Linked DNA regions of Rattus norvegicus: region 2 is linked to region 1. Evidence: chromatin contacts called from public Hi-C data. All regions are on one chromosome and are shown on one strand. The core of a region is the stretch at or near the end of the contact, and the rest is flanking DNA. Distances in the headings are between cores, read along the strand shown.

The links. A called contact is a pair of places that touch in the nucleus more often than the background predicts.
Region 2: a Hi-C map of frontal cortex shows a contact between it and region 1, with 2.2 times the contacts expected there. The contact joins two enhancer-like sites. A contact is called at or near these places in 3 of 12 Hi-C or Micro-C datasets (the A7r5 cell line, Schwann cells and frontal cortex).

Annotation. Positions count from the first base shown.
Region 1 is chr6:32,372,923-32,376,617 of GRCr8, reverse strand. The region is part of intron 8 of Dtnb (dystrobrevin, beta); the gene reads right to left. Among named protein-coding and RNA genes, the nearest start is that of Dtnb, 88 kb to the right of the region's middle. Within about 2 kb of position 1,632, at least 8 of the 93 cell types and tissues checked have an H3K27ac peak or open chromatin away from gene starts, as enhancers often do.
Region 2 is chr6:32,619,165-32,622,859 of GRCr8, reverse strand. It overlaps a transcript of Dnmt3a not described here. Among named protein-coding and RNA genes, the nearest start is that of Yipf4l1, 22 kb to the left of the region's middle. Within about 2 kb of position 1,844, at least 8 of the 93 cell types and tissues checked have an H3K27ac peak or open chromatin away from gene starts, as enhancers often do.

The DNA of each region.
Region 1 (3,695 bases), core at 383-2,882:
ACCAGCTAGGGTAGCACCTGCTTGTGATCGCAATGCAGCCTACCTAATGGGAAAGGTGAAAGTTATAGAGTCAGCACAGTGGCGTGACAAAGATCCAGCAAATGCAACTGACGCTGTGCATCTTCCACTTCTGGTCTTGATCTCCACACGTTGCACCCCTACTGCTAGTTGGTCAGGCTGCAAGACTCCCTTGGCCCCCATGCCTGACTTACTCTTCCCTCACCACTGTGGAACCTGGCCAACGCTGATGATCCCCGGCACATCGAGGTGAGCGGGTTCACCTCAGCGTCAGAACACTTGTCTAGAAGGCGCTAAGGACTTGGTTTAATACCTGGCTCCCCCACACACAAATGCCTGCACATGCTGTATATTACATACCTCCGCTCACAGCTGAACATATAAAGCTAGCTTGCTGACAGACTTCTACAGAAGATATCACAGTGTTTACATATCAGAGTAAAGTTTGTTTTTTTTTTTTTTTTTTTTGGTTCTTTTTTTTGGAGCTGGGGACCGAACCCAGGGCCTTGCACTTCCTAGGCAAGTGCTCTACCACTGAGCTAAATCCCCAACCCCCAAAGTAAAGTTTTTAAGACATTGTTTTTATATGTATGTGTTTTGCCTATGTGTATATCCGTGCACCACATACATGCCTGGTGCATTAAACCCCCTGGCGCTGGAGTTACAGATGGTTGTGAGCTGCTACATGGGTGCTGGGAATCAAACCTCGGTCCTTTAAAAGGGCATCCAGTGCTCCTAATGGTGAACTAGCTCTCCAGCCCCAACGATAATCTTAAGCACTTCACTACTGATTGAGATTTTTAATCCCTTCTTCTAGCTACTGTATATTACGCAGATGACATCCTCATTCAAAAACCCTAGTGTGTTTGGTGCAGATATGGCTTGGAGGAGAACTCCTATATGGAAGGTTACAAGGTCTAAGGTCATATGTAGTTTAAGATTTGTCCTTCAGACCTAACAGCTTACACCCTATACCAGAATCCTGAAAACTCCTCTTTTCTACCCATTGCCAACCCTGGCTGTTCTGAATCTCTTGCATTCTTCTGCAAATGGGCTAGACAGAACGCCAACATTTTAATGGCCATAAATCACTTAAAACTAGAACAAGGGAGAAACCTTGGCTTTCCTGGTGTTTTTTAATCAGCACTCAAGTGGTGTGCCAGGTCATTGGTTCGTAAAGGCTAATACAGTAACATACAGTATCACACAGTGCTCTGTCAGGATATATGGATAAATTAACAGACAATAAGAAATGATTCTAATAGTGGGATAGATACTTTGAAGTCATTCTGTGTGCTATAGGCGAACCATGAGGGAATGACCATCAGCCTAGGCAATAGGATACAGAGAATTTGGCAAAGAAAAGCTGGGAGGGTGGGGAAGAGAGGAGATAAGGGAGGCTAGGACACTAGATTCAAAAACATAAAAGTAAGAAAATACAGTGTGCCAGGCAACTTCAAAGTTTCATACTGTCATACTGCTGACAGAGAGCAAAAGAAATAAAACTCTCAGACCAAAGACATAATTGCAAAATCTTTCAAAGTCTCACACTGTGAGGTAAGCTTGTTTTGGAAGGTGCTTCTAGCCAATGCTGAACGAACAGCTGCCTGCTCTCACATGCACTCACAGACTACATGGTAGAAAAATGAGGCCAAGTGCACCCAGGGCTTTAGGGGCTGACAAGCTCAAAGGGAGGCAGCAGCCCACAAGTCCTGAGGAAGCAGGACCCCAAGCAGCAGTGAGGTCTGGAAATCGAGGAAGGTCTCCATGCTTCTCTGCCTCGTCCTGCTCTCTAGTCCTGCACCCTCGGCACGAGGCTCTCAGCCAGCACAGCTGCCCACTGTCTGGCTATCCCTGGCTGCCACAAAACTGGAACAGGTCTAACAGAGGCAAATCGAGCATTCAAGAGACATCATACACAGTACACCAAAAGTCAGAGAGTAAAGACCATCTCTACTGCTTAGCACTGCTCTGACACAGTATTTATTAAACATGTCTGAATGTAAGAAATTTCTGGGCACTTGTTTGAAAAGTCAAACAAAATAGAATCCTCGGCCTCAACCCAGAGCCTCTAAGTGAGGATTACTCTTCAAAAAAGGATTAGATTAGATATGTAAGTATCTGAAAGAGATTCAGCCATTGCTTACTAGATAGACGTGAGTGTAGTTACATTCTAGAAGTCCAAAAGTATTAATGGGAGGATTATTACAACTGTTTATGAACGGGAGAGCAGGTGAGACTTGGACACGGAAACGCCCAGAGTCAGTTAATAGAGGCGTCAGAGCCTACATAAGAAGCATGGCCTGGAACTAAGGACTGGAAAATTTACCAGTGCTGGCCATCTGAAACTAGGAACTACAGCAAAGCTTTCATGGAGAAGCAAGCACAGGAAAGAGCTCAGGAGAGAGCACTGGGGAAGGCAGTATCTGCTCTACTGAAGGTGAGCCCAAGGTCTCATGAGAAAATGACAGGCCAGTGTTTATATAACGGGACACTAAATGAAGATGAATAGACAGTGAATTGGAAATTAAAGGAAAATTACATAGATAACACTCAGTTACTAATTTACTTGAGAATCCTCCCTAAATCCGTGTGTGCGGATGTTCCAAAGCCCCAGGTAGACAGCAGTAATTGCGGGTGGACTGGAGAAAACCTGGAGACAATGAGACGATTCACAAGGCTGGGTCGTGGAGGAGCGTGGGTGTTCCCACACATGGCCTCAGGGTGTACGCTCTCCAGTGTGGCTCTGGTGGCCACCTGTAAGGATCAAAGAAGATCCAACACTGAAGAAAGGGCTGGGGGGTGAGTGATGACAGCCAGAGGAAATCGCTCATCTGAAGGACGGCTTGGTTTCGGCTCCACTTCCACACAGGCCTCGCCATCTCTCTCCTCTAAGAGTAACGTGCCCCAGTTGGGAGGAGCTTGCTTTATTGCTTGATAAATGACATGCCACCCTTCTCTGATAAGCATCATCTTTTCAAACAGCTGGGTCCATGCAAATGTTCTGCTTTCAAACTCAGCACTTTTGCAGCTGTAAATGGGTTTAAGAATAAACAGTGCTGCCAAATACCACAGCGGAGTTGGGCAATGCTCAGAAATTGACAAAAACAATATTTAAATCATCCCAGGCTGATAACTGTTGGCGGGATATCTCTAGCCTCAGACGGTGTTAGAAAGTTCAGAGTTCTAAAAAAAGGTTATTAGCCAATGAAACAGTCTCATGCCCCCAAGATTCTGTTCATTCTCTTATTTGAGCCCTTCTCCTATGAAGGCTTAGTCTCCAAGCCCTCCTACTGAAGCACAGATATAAAGTTTCAATCCTCAAGTGTGTACATTTAGAATTAGAACTAATGAATCACATGGCAACTCTGTTCAACACACTGAAGACTGGATTAGTTACTGTTCTGCTGCTATGAGAAGACATCATGACGACCATGGCAATGTAGAACAAAACACTAAATCGGGGGCTTGCTTACAGCTTCTGAGGGTTATTATCCCACTGTCAACATGGTGGAGTATGTTGGCAGGCAGGCATGGTTGGGACTGGACAAGTAGCTGAGAGATTTACATCCTGATCTACAGGTATCGAGAAAAGGGACACTGGGCCTGGCGTAAGCATTGAAATCTCCAAGTTCACACCTAGTGACAGACTCCCACAAGGCCACCCTTCCCAATCC
Region 2 (3,695 bases), core at 595-3,094, 250 kb before region 1:
GTGTGTGTGTGTGTGTGTGTGTACGCACTCGAGTGTGATCTCCCCAGCCTTACTTTTTTACTTTTACTTCGAAAGGGTATTTATGGTTTTTGTTGTTGTTATTGTTTTGTCTCCTGGGGGGATTTTCATGACAAGGTCTCAGGGAGCCCAGTGTGCCCCCCACCCCATCCTTGTTTCCCCAAACCCTAAATTATCAAATGACACCATGAAACAACAGGTTTTTGTTAATCAAATGGCAGGCAGCTCCTTGCCTTGAGTAAGCTCTCCCAACCCTGTCTTGGATGGCCCTTAAGTATTTAGGAATAGCTTTCAGAACCATGAGTGTCTTCCCGTCTTTCCTGAGCCTTGGCATCAGTCTTGGGAGATTGAGACTGGGTTGTCCCTATCTGTATGCTTCCAACAAAGAGGATTTGCAAAACCCTCCTGCTTCTACTTAGTGTCTACCTTCTTAAAAGAGTCTTGGGCTGGAGATGGTTCCTTGGAAAAACCTGCTTGCTGTGTAAGTATAAAGACCTGAGTTCAATCCCAAGAACCTATATAAAAAGCCAGGTTTCACACCTATAATCCCAGCACTGGGAGGGGGGGGTGGTGGTGGTGGTGGTGGTGGTGGTGGTGGTGGTGGTGGTAAGGGACTGAGGGCTAGTGGGTAGCGCAAGTCAAGTTGCTTTTATCACACCCAATTTTATGCTCTGACTTCTAGACATGAATGTAACATGTACACTTTCCCACTGGGATTAACACATGTGTGTTACAGGTTCAGTGTGGCTTGTCTTTCTCTGCATTTCTCGGTAGCAGCATTGGTGAGGCGGGCCTTTGAGGCTGGGGTTCTATATGAAGTTGGTATTAAAGTATCTCTTCTGCCTGTGTCTGTTGTGACAGACAGCATGAGGCCCTGGATCCTGGACCCAGCTTTCAGAACAGTGAGCCTGGCTTCCTTTCTAAATCAACTCAGCCCCAGGGAACTTGTGGTGCTGTGGAGAACAGGCAGAGGCACGGGTGGGGATGGCTCACTAAGGGCCCAGTTTGTTTCTTGCCAGACAGAATCTCTGAGCTGGAACTCAAAGCCTGCCTGCTGGTCTCGTTGAAGGAATCAGGCAGAAACCAAAATGTCCACTGTGACTTTCTCCAATTGGTCTCAGTTCTGGGAATCTATTTCAAGGGAAAAAAAATACAAAAAGGGGGAAGCCAAAACATAAAGATGTTTATTGAAGCTCTATTTATAGCGAAAATAAAATATATATAAACAAACATTCAACAAGAAAATACCATGCAGCCATTTGAAAGTAAGATTCCACATCAACATTGAAAAACATCGAGAAAAGAAGTAGAGTAAAAGCCAAATATACATTTACAACCTTGTCAAAGGGAAAAAAGCAAGAAAAAGTGCCCATGAGAAAACCTGTCTAGCCGAGCTTTCCCCATCTGCTCAAGGATCCCCACACAGTGTGTCTGCTATCCCAAACCCGCCCAAAAGCCTGGGGGAGGAGACAGCCTGAACAATCCTTAGGAGTGGAAACCCAGGCCAAGCCTACTGGCTACTCCCGGAGATATGGGGGACAGACAGACTCTGCATTCAGACTGACCTTCTAGAAAGGTGAGACAGAGACACCATGGGCAATAACACCTCAGGCCATAAGGCCCTGCCAGAGAGCCTACACTCAGACCAGCAGTAGCCTGTTGGCCACTGGCCCCAGCCCTTGGGTTACCTGTCACGTGTTGGCAAAGATTGCCTTTAAACCCGAGGTTCTTCTAGGGTTCCCCCAGGGCCCAGCTGTCTCCCTCCTTTCCTCACTTCTTCCTTCTGAGCCTGGCATCGGTAAGTCCCCACTGGTTCTCCTGCCACCTAACCAGGATGCTGATCTGCTTCCTGTTCTGGTCTCAAGACATCTGCTGTGTCTGGAAGTCAACCAGACAACTTCATCTTTGTCCGACTCTTTGATCTTGAGCCAAACTCCCTCTGCCCTTGGGTCCCAGCCCCTAGTTAACACCCACTCGAGAGCTGCGTTAGAAATCCATTCCCCAGACGCCCCCCAGATATTATGCACACCCACTTCAGCCCACTGGAGGACCGCGAGCTGTCACATCAGGGGAAAGGAGTCGCAGGACAAAAGGACATTATGACGGTGCTTTTCGTTTTCCATTTTTCTTTTTGCACAAAAACAGTCCATTTATTCAAGTGTTCTCCAGCACAAGTACATTAGAAAGGAGCTTTATTATATTCTTCTGGGCACAAAAAAAAAAAAAAAAAAAAGAAAAAGAAAAGTGATGAAAGCGGAACTGACGGACTGTCTACACCTGCTGTACGCATTGACCTTTTTAATTATTTCTTCAACAGCTATGTCACAAGCATCACGTACACAGAGATACAACGGGACACCGGATGGTGCGGCAAGCTGTGCGCAGCCCCCCACACCCCTCCTGGCTGCCCCAGAACCAGACTGTGAAATGTACAGTATTACTGTCAATAAATAGAGAAGCAACCCTAACAAAAAAATACAGTGGTAGAAGGAAGCTGGGACCAGGGAAAACAAACGACAATTTAAAAAGAAAAAATAGGAAAAGAGAGAGATAGGAAGAGGAACGGAAAGAGGACCGAGGGGGACTAGGGGAAGGTTCTGGAAGGTCCTGCACTTAGCTGCGTGGAATGTGGAGTAAAAGTGCTCTGCCACCGGGGTCAAAGCGAAATCGTCTGTAACAGTAAAAGTTATTACCAAACCAGCCACGGAGTTTATTTTGTAGTATGAATACATGATTTCCCACAAGTAAGCACCCGATACTTCGATGCCTCAGCTAAAACACGTGAAATCGTTCACTTAGTTTTCAAGTACAAAGTTAAAATGCCTTTTTAATAATAATATATCAGAGTAAAATAATAGTCTCTTTTAAACTCCACTACAAGAAAACAAAACAGAACATCATTGTCCAGACAGCAGACTTAATTTAACAATATATATTTTTAATAAAATGTGTTTAGCACCGTGTGAGTCATCCCCTCCCTCTGCATATTCTAAGGAATTTCAACTTTTCATTATTGTTGTTTCTATAGAATTCTAGGGCCGGACAATCAAATTAGTCTGTAAAATGGGACTAGGTGAGACTTTAGACCACTGCTCATGTCCTCAGGCTCGGGGACTGGGTGGAGTTAGGAGGCCGCTTTATGAGCCCACAAATGGGGTTCATCCCAATGGGAGAGCCAGTTACAGGAGTTCCTGGGGTCCCCTAGAGAAGCTGTGCCTTCCTACCAGCAACGGCCTTCCATACATCCCGATCTTGGCCTACCTCTTGGTCTCAATGCTGAAACTCCAGTGTCTGGCCTAGAGACTTGTCTCCAACCAAAGGCCAACCTTAGCTGTTGTCTTGGAAGCCTGAAAGGACAAGGCCTTTCCTCCCAAAGACCTCGGCTTTCTCCACACAAACATATGCGAGCTCACAATGACCCTGACCAACCCGAGTCCTTTCCTTGGGGGTTCTTCCGAACCAGCACTGCTCCTAGCATGGGTACCGACCGGATGGGACAGGACCAATCAGAAGGGCCACAAACTCCACACACCATCACAGGGTGACAGGCTTCGGCTGTTCTCTGCCAAGTGAACAAGTGAGCACGGCCACCTCATCACAAGTGCCAAGCTCAGATGCAAACAAACACAGGCCTGCTTGGAAACACAGCTGCAATGGTCACACCGTCCCAGCTCACA